3 separate regions of the Mus musculus genome follow, and all the other regions are linked to region 2. A link is a contact called in public HiChIP or PLAC-seq data. All regions are on one chromosome and are shown on one strand. The core of a region is the stretch at or near the end of the contact, and the rest is flanking DNA. Distances in the headings are between cores, read along the strand shown. Region 1 overlaps Igf2bp2 (insulin-like growth factor 2 mRNA binding protein 2). Region 2 has its middle 12 kb from the start of Gm26744. Region 3 overlaps Igf2bp2 (insulin-like growth factor 2 mRNA binding protein 2).

Evidence for each region. HiChIP or PLAC-seq counts read pairs in DNA pulled down with a chosen protein or histone mark.
Region 1: a contact with region 2 is called in an HNF4G HiChIP or PLAC-seq map of pancreatic cancer cells. The contact joins two enhancer-like sites. A contact is called at or near these places in 1 of 484 Hi-C or Micro-C datasets (bone marrow-derived macrophages), 4 of 115 datasets of contacts at active chromatin or transcription factors (T-cell acute lymphoblastic leukemia, bone marrow-derived macrophages, pancreatic cancer cells and 1 more) and 3 of 9 other capture datasets (adipose tissue, embryonic stem cells and pancreatic islet).
Region 3: a contact with region 2 is called in a FOXA1 HiChIP or PLAC-seq map of pancreatic cancer cells. The contact joins two enhancer-like sites. A contact is called at or near these places in 1 of 15 datasets of contacts at CTCF or cohesin (large pre-B cells), 2 of 484 Hi-C or Micro-C datasets (CD4 T cells and the STO cell line), 4 of 115 datasets of contacts at active chromatin or transcription factors (astrocytes, cardiomyocytes, microglia and 1 more) and 2 of 9 other capture datasets (adipose tissue and liver).

Annotation. Positions count from the first base shown.
Region 1 is chr16:22,075,313-22,079,075 of GRCm38.p6, reverse strand. Igf2bp2 (insulin-like growth factor 2 mRNA binding protein 2) reads left to right here. Exons shown (of 16, transcript NM_183029.2): 9 at 325-460; 10 at 2,931-3,059. Among named protein-coding and RNA genes, the nearest start is that of Senp2, 68 kb to the right of the region's middle. Within about 2 kb of position 2,330, at least 118 of the 459 cell types and tissues checked have an H3K27ac peak or open chromatin away from gene starts, as enhancers often do. A contact at or near this core is called in pancreatic cancer cells, where this site is marked.
Region 2 is chr16:21,856,037-21,860,231 of GRCm38.p6, reverse strand. It overlaps a transcript of Map3k13 not described here. Among named protein-coding and RNA genes, the nearest start is that of Gm26744, 12 kb to the right of the region's middle. Within about 2 kb of position 2,596, at least 33 of the 459 cell types and tissues checked have an H3K27ac peak or open chromatin away from gene starts, as enhancers often do. A contact at or near this core is called in pancreatic cancer cells, where this site is marked.
Region 3 is chr16:22,106,582-22,110,440 of GRCm38.p6, reverse strand. All of the region lies in intron 2 of Igf2bp2 (insulin-like growth factor 2 mRNA binding protein 2), which reads left to right. Among named protein-coding and RNA genes, the nearest start is that of Igf2bp2, 55 kb to the left of the region's middle. Within about 2 kb of position 2,095, at least 68 of the 459 cell types and tissues checked have an H3K27ac peak or open chromatin away from gene starts, as enhancers often do. A contact at or near this core is called in pancreatic cancer cells, where this site is marked.

The DNA.
Region 1 (3,763 bases), core at 1,081-3,580, 220 kb before region 2:
GAACCAAAAGTTAAGGGCAGCGTTAGCTGTACAGTGAACTGAAGGGGAGACTTAGTGAGACTCTTCTCAAAGCATAAGGTAAGACTTGGGGCTGGGGCTACAGCTCAGGGGTAGAAGGCTTTTCCTACACGAGTGAGGCCTTAGGTTCAAGCCACAGCACCCTCTTCCCCTCACATATACATACATGTGACCAATGTCACTAGGAAGACTTAGATATCGGGGATTCTGTGCAGTAGTGTTAGGAGATATCAGTCTTTATCTTTATCAGGGGGGTGTGTGGTGTGGGGTCTGGAATTTAACGTTGCTGTCTTCCCCACCGGCCAGCTTGCAGGATTTGAGCATTTATAACCCCGAGAGAACCATCACCGTGAGGGGCACCATTGAAGCCTGTGCCAATGCTGAGATAGAGATTATGAAGAAGCTCCGAGAGGCCTTTGAGAACGACATGCTGGCCGTTAACGTAAGTGCCCGGTCCTTCCATCTCGGCTAGTTTTCCCGAAGCTGAGACAAGACAAGCTCTGTAAGGATAGCTGTCCTTCCGCTGATGGGGAAGTGCCTTGGGAGATGCGAAAAACTTCTGGCTTCCTGGGATAAAGGCATCAAAACAAGAAACCATCAGGAAAACTGTAGTTAAACACAAGTCAATGTGAGCCAATGAAATTGTACCATCCACACCATAAAGGGCGGTGATGCTCAGGGCCACTTAGAAAAGGAAGCGGTCAGAGCGGGGTGGCTCGTGTGTATGCAGAGCATGCAGGTGATCAGGACTGGGTGCTGGACATGAAAATCAAAGTAATAGGGCCAGCAAAGTAGGTTGCCCTGGTTTCTAAGCTCGTACAATGTTGTCATGTCTTCTCTCTTTAAAAACTCAAGTATATCGTTTATCCAGGCACACACCTTTAATCTCAGAACCTGAGGGGCAGAAGCGGGTGGGTGTCTATGAGTTTGAGGCCAGTCTGGTCTACATAATGAGTTCCAGACCATCTGGGGATACGTAGGGAGACCCTTTTCCATTTGTTTGTTTGTTTGTTCGTTTATTCATTCATTCATTCATTTAACTGTATCCACCGAGCTGGAGGTGCTCTTCTGTGGTAATATCACATATTACATACAGCATACATAAGGCCTAGAGTTCATTATGCAGGGTCAGAAACAAATGCCACCTCAGGGCACAGAGACCTTGTCTAGCCTGGGCTGCTCAGGGACTAAAGCTGAGGGCTATTTGAAGCAGGCATTTCAGGCTGCCTGTGGGAGAGAAGAAGGGGCTCACTTCTCACTGGCATCTCTTTTTTTTTGTTTTGTTTTGTTTTTGTTTTTTTGTTTTTCGAGACAGGGTTTCTCTGTATAGCCCTGGCTGTCCTGGAACTCACTGTGTAGACCAGCCTGGCCTCAAACTCAGAAATCCCCCGCCTCTGGCTCCTGAGTGCTGAGATTAAAGGCGTGCGCCACCATGCCCGGCTGACTCACTAACATCTCTTGCTCCCTGGTTGGCACTCTAGTAAATGCTGTCACCCACTTGAATGCTCTGTGTCACTTGTAGAAGAGTATACATTCTTTCTGTTACTTAACTCTCACTTTGTAATTGTCTAAAAATATTTATTCATCAGCAAGGCTCAACTCAGAAGAGTGAAAATCTTTAATTTTTCACTATAATTTTCTAAGAATGGAAAGGGTCAGCCAATATTAACTCATTGACCTTCATTTGAATCTTCATCTACTACTTCATCCCCACATCTCACAGAGAAGCAAATATTGCCACAGTGGCCTGGTGCAGCCCCACTCTCTGACAGCAGCACTCTGTATAGGGGCATCAGTCTATCCCACACCTCTGCAGCCCCACCTGATCACCCATACCGCACAGTAGTTGTAGGACAGGATGGGGAGGAGGGAGAGAGAGGCGCGTCCTCCTGTGTAGATACATCTCGCCATCTAGCTCTTGTGGACTTTGCTGAACATCTCTTTCCATGGAATCTGGATGTTCTCAGAAGAGGCATCAGTGCGCCTCACGTCACCGTATCAGAATATGGCACTAGATATCCGTGCCAAATCCATGCTCTGTGAGCAAAGTCACCAAATCACCAGGTCCTAACATACAACTCGAGGTGATGGTGAAGTTTGCTCTTCTGCATGCTTACATAAAGGGGCACTTTCCAGGGTGACTTTACCCACAGAGAAACAAACAGAAAATCTAAGATGATTGCTTCATGTTCAGGAGGCCAAGGGTTGGAGCGGGCTGGGTACCGGCCAGCTTAGAGACATTTCTCCGCCTCCAGCCCTAGGTTGAGATGTGAAGTAACATGATCTTGAAGCTGCAGCTAAGTGACAAAAAGGCACTGTCATCCAATCAGATGTGAGATTTGCCTGTGTGCCAGTGCTAGTGTGGGCTCTGACTCACCCGTGGGTAATTAGAAAAGACTGGTTTTTTTTTTTCCATTCAACAAATATTTATTGAGTAATAGCATAGCAGACACTGAATACAGCTCTAAACAGTCGCTGACCTCAAGTGAGGCAGGAGCAAGGTTCTGAGCCCTGTGACTCCATCTTGTATCTTTGAGGAAATGGAAGTACTAGACACTGAGGAAGGGGAGGGGGACAAACAGCAGGGCACAAGAGTCCAGAGCTGAGATGGGAGAAGAATTGGTGGGGTGGGGGCCAAGGCTTAGCAGGAAAGCAGCTAGTGACATCATTGATTGCAATAAGACCTAGTTATACCCAAGGTTGCCCAGGAAGCTTTGAAGAAATGCAACTGTCAGGCTGAGGTTTGTTGCCTGCTCTCAGTAGGAGGTAAGGAAGTCCTTGTACCAGGGTAGAGCTGACTGAAATGCTATTGCTATGCAGATGAGGGGGTTGGGGGGGATGGAGGCTGGCCGCAGCAAGCCTGGCCTCCTGGGCTTCTCTCCCTTATCTTTTGTCTTCTTTTCTATTCCCAGCAACAAGCCAATCTGATCCCAGGGCTAAACCTCAGTGCACTTGGCATCTTTTCGACTGGACTGTCTGTGCTTCCTCCACCAGCAGGGCCCCGTGGAGTTCCCCCCAGTCCTCCCTATCACCCCTTTGCTGTAAGTAACTGGGTGTCCCCCACACCACTGTGCTTGGCACCCCCCAACCCCCCTCCCCCCGGGGGGGGCAGCACAGCTACTCTCTTATGTTGAGGAAGGGCAAACACTTTTGTTTGCAGTCTTGATGAGTGATTGTAATTTGAATAAGAGTTTTTCTGGTGGGGAAAAAATACCAAACCAAGCTCTGAACGTGTGTTCTCAAACATGGGGTCATACCACCTAGGAAGGAACTGCTCACTGCTTCAGTAACTCGAGGTGTGTTTTATAAAAATAAGTTGTTAGTTCAAGCAACATTCATGAGTGTTAGTCATTTAGTACAACCTTTGTCCATAACTGAAATATACTTTATAGAAAGAAGACACCATAGTGTTTGTATGTAAACAGCACACTGCCTGATGTTTGAGCCTTAATTCTCAGCAGAATGTGAATGGTATGTCTTCCGCTTGTCAGTCTTATTCACAAACATCATTCAAGATTAGTACATTACCAAATGGAGGCTGAAGACACTGAACACGTGGCAGCTACCTTCCCCCACCTTATTCTTCTCTAAACACAAGGACGAATTTTGTGGGCAGATTTTGTTACTCCTGTGTATAAACCATTTCGTCGGGGAGAATCCAGTGAGTGGGTGAGCTCTTTGCTGATTGGTGCTTGCTCCCAGAAACTTTTCTGAGGTGTTTGGGAGTACTGTGCTTAACACCCTT
Region 2 (4,195 bases), core at 1,347-3,846:
ACACTGCGTGGGTAAACTTTGGATGTATTATGTTAAATGAAGGAAGCCAGGTACAAAAGGATAAATCACACATGCCTATCTGTGAGGTACTTAAGGGAAGAATTTCTTTTGCCTTGATGCTGCAGAACCTAGTTTCTACTGACAGGAACTTTGGACCGGTTAGGGTGTGCAGAACTGTGCTGCTGGCACAGGTAACAGAAAGGGAAAAAAACCCCTCCAAATCTAAAGTGCCATAGAAGACACTCATTCTGTAAAGCTAAGGATGAAGGCTGAGAGATGGCATGGCCATATGTAAGCTATGTTTTCAGAGGACAAGGATGAAGGCTGAGAGATGGTGAGGCCATACGTAAGCTATGCTGTCCTTGCAGGGGACCTGAGGTTGGAGTTTGGTTCCCACCACCCACAGCTGGTGACCCACAGTTACTTGCAGCTTCAGCTGCAGGGGATCTGATACCCTCTTCTGCTCTGGGGACATGGGATCCCAGACCTGGCAGGGGTCTGTGGGGGGGGGGGCTGTTTTCATAATGCCCAAGCATTCTTCCCCCCACCTCTTTTCTCATTCTAAGTAGTGACTGTCCCAGAAGCCACTACAGGCCAGCTTCTGTTACAACAGATTAAGGCAGTGGCTAACCATCATGTATTAAGTCAGACCCTGAGGAGACAGGAAAACCTCTTCACCATGCTTACCACCTTTTGAAAGAAGGCTTGAAGGGTGGGAAAACAGTTGTTGTTGTTTTTAAAAAAGATAATCTTTGTGTTAGTAAGAAGTGTATTACTTATTGTTATTAACTAATTAACATTTTAAGGTTCTTTTTTTTTTCAATTTAAAATCCTAATCTAATAAATACAGATACACAACTCAGACAAATGAACTATTTTGGGGCCCTCACTTTTCTAGTCTAAAGACCAACTGTCAGAGAGTCAGTATTATATTATACTCTATTACACTACAGTGTATGTGACTGTCTCCCAGCAAGCTGTGAATCTTTGGGACATAATCCTTTTTGCCTCTTCCTTTCCTGTTTCTATCTATCCTCCTTTTCTTTCTATTCCTTTTTCTTAAAATGCGCCCTGTAACAGCTGGCAGTCTCCTACACAGCACACAATACAATAGACAAAGGAAAAGGAGCAGCTGCTGTCCACTCGGGCTCAGTGTGCGCTCTGCACTGTGCGTGGTCTCCATCTGACCGAACCCTCGCTTGCCTCCACGATCATGCCTACTATATCCATATGCATCAGAGAAATTTAGAGTTGTTCAACAATTTACACGAGACACATAGCAAATAGCAAAAGCATCAGGACCCACCTCTCATCTGTCTGACTCCAGAGACCAGATTGTCAACCATGTTGACAAGTGGGGAGATTTAGAAGAAGTCAAAGCTCTTGGGCAAAACCACTCCCTCACAAAGCACAGCCCAGGATAGCTACCTAACGCCTCGAGCGCTAGATGCCTCTGGGATTGTCACATCATCGCTTGGAGCAACTTTTACTTGGTTGAATGAGAGGATGTGCTCTTCTGTTACTGAGCACAAGGTCCTCCTGCAGAGCTCGCGGCCTCTGCAGCCCAGGACGTGAGAAGAGGCGCCTCACAATACATCTACAGCAATGAGGAGGTAACACACGTTCAAAGAACAACAACACTGAAAAGCAAATAACCTCTCAGATTCTGGGTGTACTTCTTCCGATTTTCCCTACGTGAAAAATTAAATCTAATAGCAGTGCTATACTTGAAAACCCCTCCTGTGTCTCGTGACTCCAACAACACTTTTCATACAGCCGCAGGCATGCCCTGTCATTTCTAAATGCAGCATGGGTTGTACAGTTGGCAACCCATTCTTCTCCTCTGACGTGGCTACACTATACGAGGCCTCTTTGAAGACTGGATTAGTGAACTCTGAACCTTTGCTCCTGGACAGACAAAGGGTGAGGCTTCTATGAGCCTCTGGTCACATGTTCAGGTTTCCTATTCATGGCTCCAAACCTTGTTTTACCTATATTTCTGCTTATACACCATAAAATTAAAATTAAACATGTACATTTATATTGTTAATCAATTAACATTAAATCCATGGTTCAATGACTCATAGTGCTTACTTATCATTTTATAGTTTCCTGAAAATAGATATTTTATGAGGCACTATAGTTTTGGTCTGCGCAGTGGGAAAATTAGTAAAGCCATTGTGTCTGACATGGACACCAGAGTGTTTCAATTTCTTTTAGGCCCGCCTAAGCTCCAAGGAAATGTTTTGTATCTGATCGGTGATTGTTTTCTGAGACTTATGGAACTGTATTTCAGAAGGGGCTCTATGGCCTTCATGTAACTTCAGTTACAGGACATCCTGGCAAACCTGGAATTCTTGCACAATTGAGCACTACACAATACTGCACACATGTTGCACCATGATGACAGAAGTGTGGGGGCCATGTGTTTTTTAACATAGCACAAACATCAGATCAGTGGCTCTGGTATGAGAAACTTGATTTATTCTAAAAATAACATTTGCGTAACGATCAATAAATACCCTTCTGCAAAGCTGCTCAGGGTTCATTCCATCTGAGACTGTTCCCCCGCTGACGTAAAAGCCTCCTGACAACCTCAAGTGTCTCTCTTTCTTTGGTCGTCCCTTGCAACTCTGTTTACCAACAGGTCTGGGGTGCTACCCTATAAAGCCCTGATGTTGAGATGTTGGCTATCTGAGAGGTTTAGGTCATTAGCATTGTACACTGGGAGGAGGTGAGCAGCTTGCTCCCCCCACACACCCCAGCCTTGGTGGCCTGCCACCACATGGGCCTGAGAGCTGACAAACTCAGGCTGGAATGTGATTAACCAAGTATGGTATTGTAAGGTGAGGCCTTTAGGGATGATTGACACATCTCGTGTGACACTGGGTCATTCTCACAGAAGGGTATGTGTTCTGATTCATAAGTAATTGTACCAGGAAGGCATGTGCCCACAGCAGGGAGCCTAAATAAGAATGCAGAGCTTCCCTCTGTCCCGCATTGGCTCAGAGTGTGTCACACACTCAGACGTTTGCTATGATGTGCTTATCTGTGAACACAATCATAAGAGTACCAGGAGAATTGATTTGGCCTAAGAATAAACTGTACTTGACAAGTAAATTTATAAACAGAGTATTTGTGAAGGGGGAGTCACTGTATTTTCCAATTATTGGGCAATTAAGCTGTTTTGTTTTTCTTTCTTTTTTAGAATGGTGTCGTGATCAATGTTTATAAAAGTCCTTCTGGGAGCTGCATTCCCCTTGGGAGCAAGTGGGAGACAAGCTTTAATGACGCCTACTTAACTGTGCTAGTTCTTGGAGCAGCCCATAATAGTTCTTCCAGATCCATATGTATTTTTCGGATTTCTGTAACTGTAACACATGTTTGAGATAATGAATTTATAAAGAGACAAGGTTCATTCTGGCTCAAAGGTTCAGTCCATGATCAATTAGCCATTGCTTTGGGGCCTGTGGTGAGTGAGACCACCACAGCTGGAGTGTGTGGTAAAACAAGCACCTCAGCTCGCCTCATGAGAAAGGACCAGACTGCCTCTATAATCCCAAGGAAATGCTTTCAAATGTCCTAAACCTGTCACCTAGCCCCACATTTTACAAGCGCCACCTCCTCCAATAGCACCAAGCCTTTTTAACACATGGGTCTTTGAGAGGAGTGGCATCCCAAATCCAGACTTCAGTGTTTTGCTACTGATTGGCAGCATCAGCATCAGCATCACTTGGGGGCCACTTAGGCAGCTGCCAAACCAAGTATCCAGAATCTGGCTTTAAACAAAATCCCCATCAATTCCTATGCACATTAAAAATCTGAGCTTTGCTGTAAACCAAGGATTCTGACTTCAGCATGCACCAGTCTCCACTAGCCAACTTGTTAAACACAGATTCCGGGACCTGCTGCCAGCATTTCTGATGGCAGAAGTGGAGTAGGCCTGGAATTTGCATTTCTGACAAGCTCCTCAGTGACGCTGAGGATATTAGACTCTGGGAGACACTTGTGAAGCACTGCTTTGGCTGGTTCATGGTAAGACTCCGGCAGAACCAATGCCGTAAAGGGGCTAACGCACACTTGTGGGAGAAAGAGCAGGGCAAGTGGCTTATAACTGTCAAAGAAATCGTCTCACTGTGGAGCTAGGCCAAGCTGACTGGATTGAGTAGATCTGTCTCCAGCAGGCACAGGTAAA
Region 3 (3,859 bases), core at 846-3,345, 250 kb before region 2:
ACCTGACCTCAGCTTCCAGACATACATGTGTGAGAGCACACATACTCAAGCATGTACACACATGCATACAACACACACACACACACACACACACACACACACACACACACACAGAGTCACATGCAGAATAGTTTGCAGAAGGCTCTCCCTAACCTTGAACCCTGTAACCTTATACCTTTGAAGTCTGCTTTTCTTCTCAGGCCTGCAGGGCAACTTTCTTGTCCTGGCAGTGCACTTTAGAAAGAACAGTGGTGGCTCTGTTCCTTAGGCCCCCTCCCTGGAAGCTCATCTATCTTGCCTGATCCTAACCTGGAACTGAATCCTACCCTTTTTGGGTCATAGTTCATGGGAAAAGGTCAGAGAAGATTGCCTTCCACTAGTCCTCCCTGTAAGTCTATCGAGATGCACGCTGAGGGTGCAGAGCACAGGCGTCTCAGTAAACCTAGGTTACTTTATTAAGAAGTAGAATTTTTATTTTTTTTTATTTTTATTTATTTATTTATTTTTTGCTGGATGAAAAGTTTAGTACCCTGCGTTTGATGAAAAGATGGAAACTGATCCCATCTCTTAGAAACAGTGACTGGCAGCCTGCAGCCTGCAGAGCACAGCTTCCTCCCTCCTCACTGCCTTCTCTCACTTCTTACAGTGGGAAGTTACTACCTTTTACTCAACCCCTACACACACACACACACACACACAAGAGAGAGAGAGAGAGAGAGAGAGAGAGAGAGAGAGAGAGAGAGAGAGAGAGAGAGAGAGAGAGAGAGAGGTCTTTCCCCTCCCCATAAACAGGATTCCTGGAGAAACCTTCATTCTTTGCTGTCTCTTATTTCAATGGAAGCAGTGGGGCAGGCTACAGATTCCTCTCTTTAGAATAGTTCCTCTTATCAGGACATCAGAAACTCCCAATTTAACTGCTGTTATAATTTAGTGTATCTCCTCCCATATTTTTGTTTGTTTTAATTACACTATTAAGGCATGCACATGTTCATGCATGGTGTTGTAGACTTTTATGTCAACACTTGGAGTTGATCACGGATTTGAGCTACCCTTGGACTCCTGACCTCTTGGGAAACCGCACTACCTAGAGTGTTTCCTTCAGGGTAAGGGCGTGCATTGGTTACAGAAAGATGTTGACAGATCAGAAGGAATTTAAAGAGGAGCTGGCACTGTTGGAAAGTATAGCCAAAGGGCACTGAAAGAGATGTTTGATGGCCGTTAAGAATGAATGTGAAGGGGGCTGGTGAGACAGATGGCTCAGTGGGTAAAAGCACTGACTGCTCTTCTGAAGGTCCTGAGTTCAAATACCAGCAATCACATGGTGGCTCACAACCACCTGTAATAAGATATGATGCTCTCTTCTGGGGTGTCTGAAGACAGCTACAGTGTACTTACCCATAACAATAAATAAATCTTTGGACCGGAGGGAGCAGAGATCCTGAGTTCAATTCCCTGCAACCGCATATGGCTCACAACCATCTGTACAGCTACAGTGTACTCATATACATAAAATAAGTAAATAAATCTTAAAAAAATGAATGTGAAGGACACAAGCACCACATCTTTGCAGTTATCAAAACAGGAATTAAAAATGAATGCTGCACATGAAAATGCTATAACATAACCCAAGACTTCACGCACTAACCTAAAATACTAATTAAAAAAAAATCATGTATGTCTGAGAGTTTTGTTGGCTGCTGGCAGAAGTCAGAAAACGGCATTGGATCCCCTAGAACTGGAGTTAGCTGTGGGCTGCTGTGTGGGTGCTGGGAACTGAACCCAGGTCCTCTACAAGAGGCGACCAGTGCTTTTAACCACCAAGCCAACTAAAACTTAGCTCCTAAAATTAATTTTTAAAAACCTCTAAAAGAAAAAACAGTGTTCAATGTAAAAAAAAAATCATCTTATTTTTATGGTAAAATTTATTAGCTTGAGAATTAAAGTCCTAAAGGAAGTGGGAAAAGCTGTGTAGGAGCCGCTCTGAGCTGCTGAGGGCTCTTGTAGTTCTAATTTTGAAGGCTGAGGTCATGCCTGCTCTTCCCAGCATGGATTTGTCACCTAGTTCTGATTACACAGTTTTGCATATCAGGGTCAGAAGGTGGAGTCTGGTTGCAGTTGGGGGGAAGCCAGGCTGACTCAGCACGATGTCACAGAGAATGTCATGAGCATTTGGGTGTTTTAATTCTATCAGCGTCTCTCTCATGGTGCCCCCTGCTGGGATCTCAGATTATAAACAAGATAGGAGTGTAGCGATAGATAAACTGCCACACTTGGTGAAGTGCAGCAGTAGGTTGCTTACGCAGTTCAGTTGCCCTTGAATCGTCCCTGCATGGGTATGGAACAATCTTGTACATACTGCCAGCGGAGGGGACAGACACCAGGGCTGACACATAAAACCTTAGGTTAAAGCTGCCAAGAGAAGAGCATACAGGATCAGAGCCTTGGCTCTGGCAGCCTTATTAAGCCAGCTTTAGCCACCCAACCACCTCTATAGGCCAATTAAACAAATAATTATGAAAAGTAGAAAAAGAGGTTTATTCAGTGTGGCCACATTAGGAGGAAGAACAGAGATCCAGAGAGAGAACTCTCCCTCCGGCCATCTCCCTGTCCTAACATGCAATTTAGGTTTAAATAGCAGGCAGGAGGCATGAATGAATAACTATCAGTCCTAGGAAAGGCGTGACCCACCCCATCGCTGCAGTTAGAGCACCAGTCTGTCAGACTGAAATCAGCTCACCCTGTGGCTGGAACCAGAGTCCGAGTCTTTGCATTTCCTAGCATGGGACTCCTGGGAACCCCGATGTCTTGGGTCTATTGTGACAACAGTCTTATAGCCAGGGACAGGAGGCAGAAGTGTCTTGTAGGATACCTTTATTCCTGCCTGGACAATTGCACGGTCACCTTGGCATTGTCTCTGCTTTGTGGCAGTCAGGCAAGGGAGGTACCCATCAACTCAGCAGAAACCTGAAGGGCATGTGGTACCTGTCGGGAGGGAGCCATCGGGAGCCCACTGCTGCTCTTGGAAGGAACTTAGCTGGCATGCCAGTCCTAATGAGGACTGTTCTGGATCCAACCAGATGTGGGGGCAACCTACTTTATAATCTGGTTATTTTGATCTAACAACAGTATTTTAATAGGTGACCTGAGGGTCCACTGAGTAAAACTTCTGGGTGCGAGCAAGCCAGCTAGTTTTCAGAGGAGTCTTTTTGGTGTGAGCAGTGTAGTGTGGTCAGGGTGGAGTTAAGGATGTGTGTGCCCGTGGCTTAGATTCATCTGTTCCCACACTGTTCACCTCTAGTGCTTCCTTAGTCACTCACTTTTTGAGTGTCAATTTGGGGACATGTTTGGAATCTGGTGATGACCATGGAGGTAGACCTGGGGATGAAGCAGGTTTCTGAGACTTACAGCTCCGAAGCAATGTTATGAGTGTTTAGTGACCAAGAGTCTTCAGCTTTTTTGACCTCATACCTATTGTATTTTCCCAAAAGAGCCCTGTAATTAAGCTCTTTACCAAGGTCTTGGCTTCAAATTAGACATACACGTGATAACAGAGATAAAGAAATATCATAAAACCCAAGAGAACATGATCTCCCTGGCCTTGGGCAGATCAGTCTTTTTCCTTCTTCCTTCTTCTAAAAGGAGTTGATACTTTTGATTTTTGTTGTTGTTGTTTGGTTTGGTTTGGTTTTTCGAGACAGGGTTTCTCTGTATAGCCCTGGCTGTCCTGGAACTCACGCTGTAGACCAGGCTGGCCTCGAACTCAGAAATCCACCTGCCTCTGCCTCCCGAGTGCTGGGATTAAAGGCGTGCGCCACCACGCCTGGCCTCTTACTTATGACTTTTTTAAAAAGATTTATTT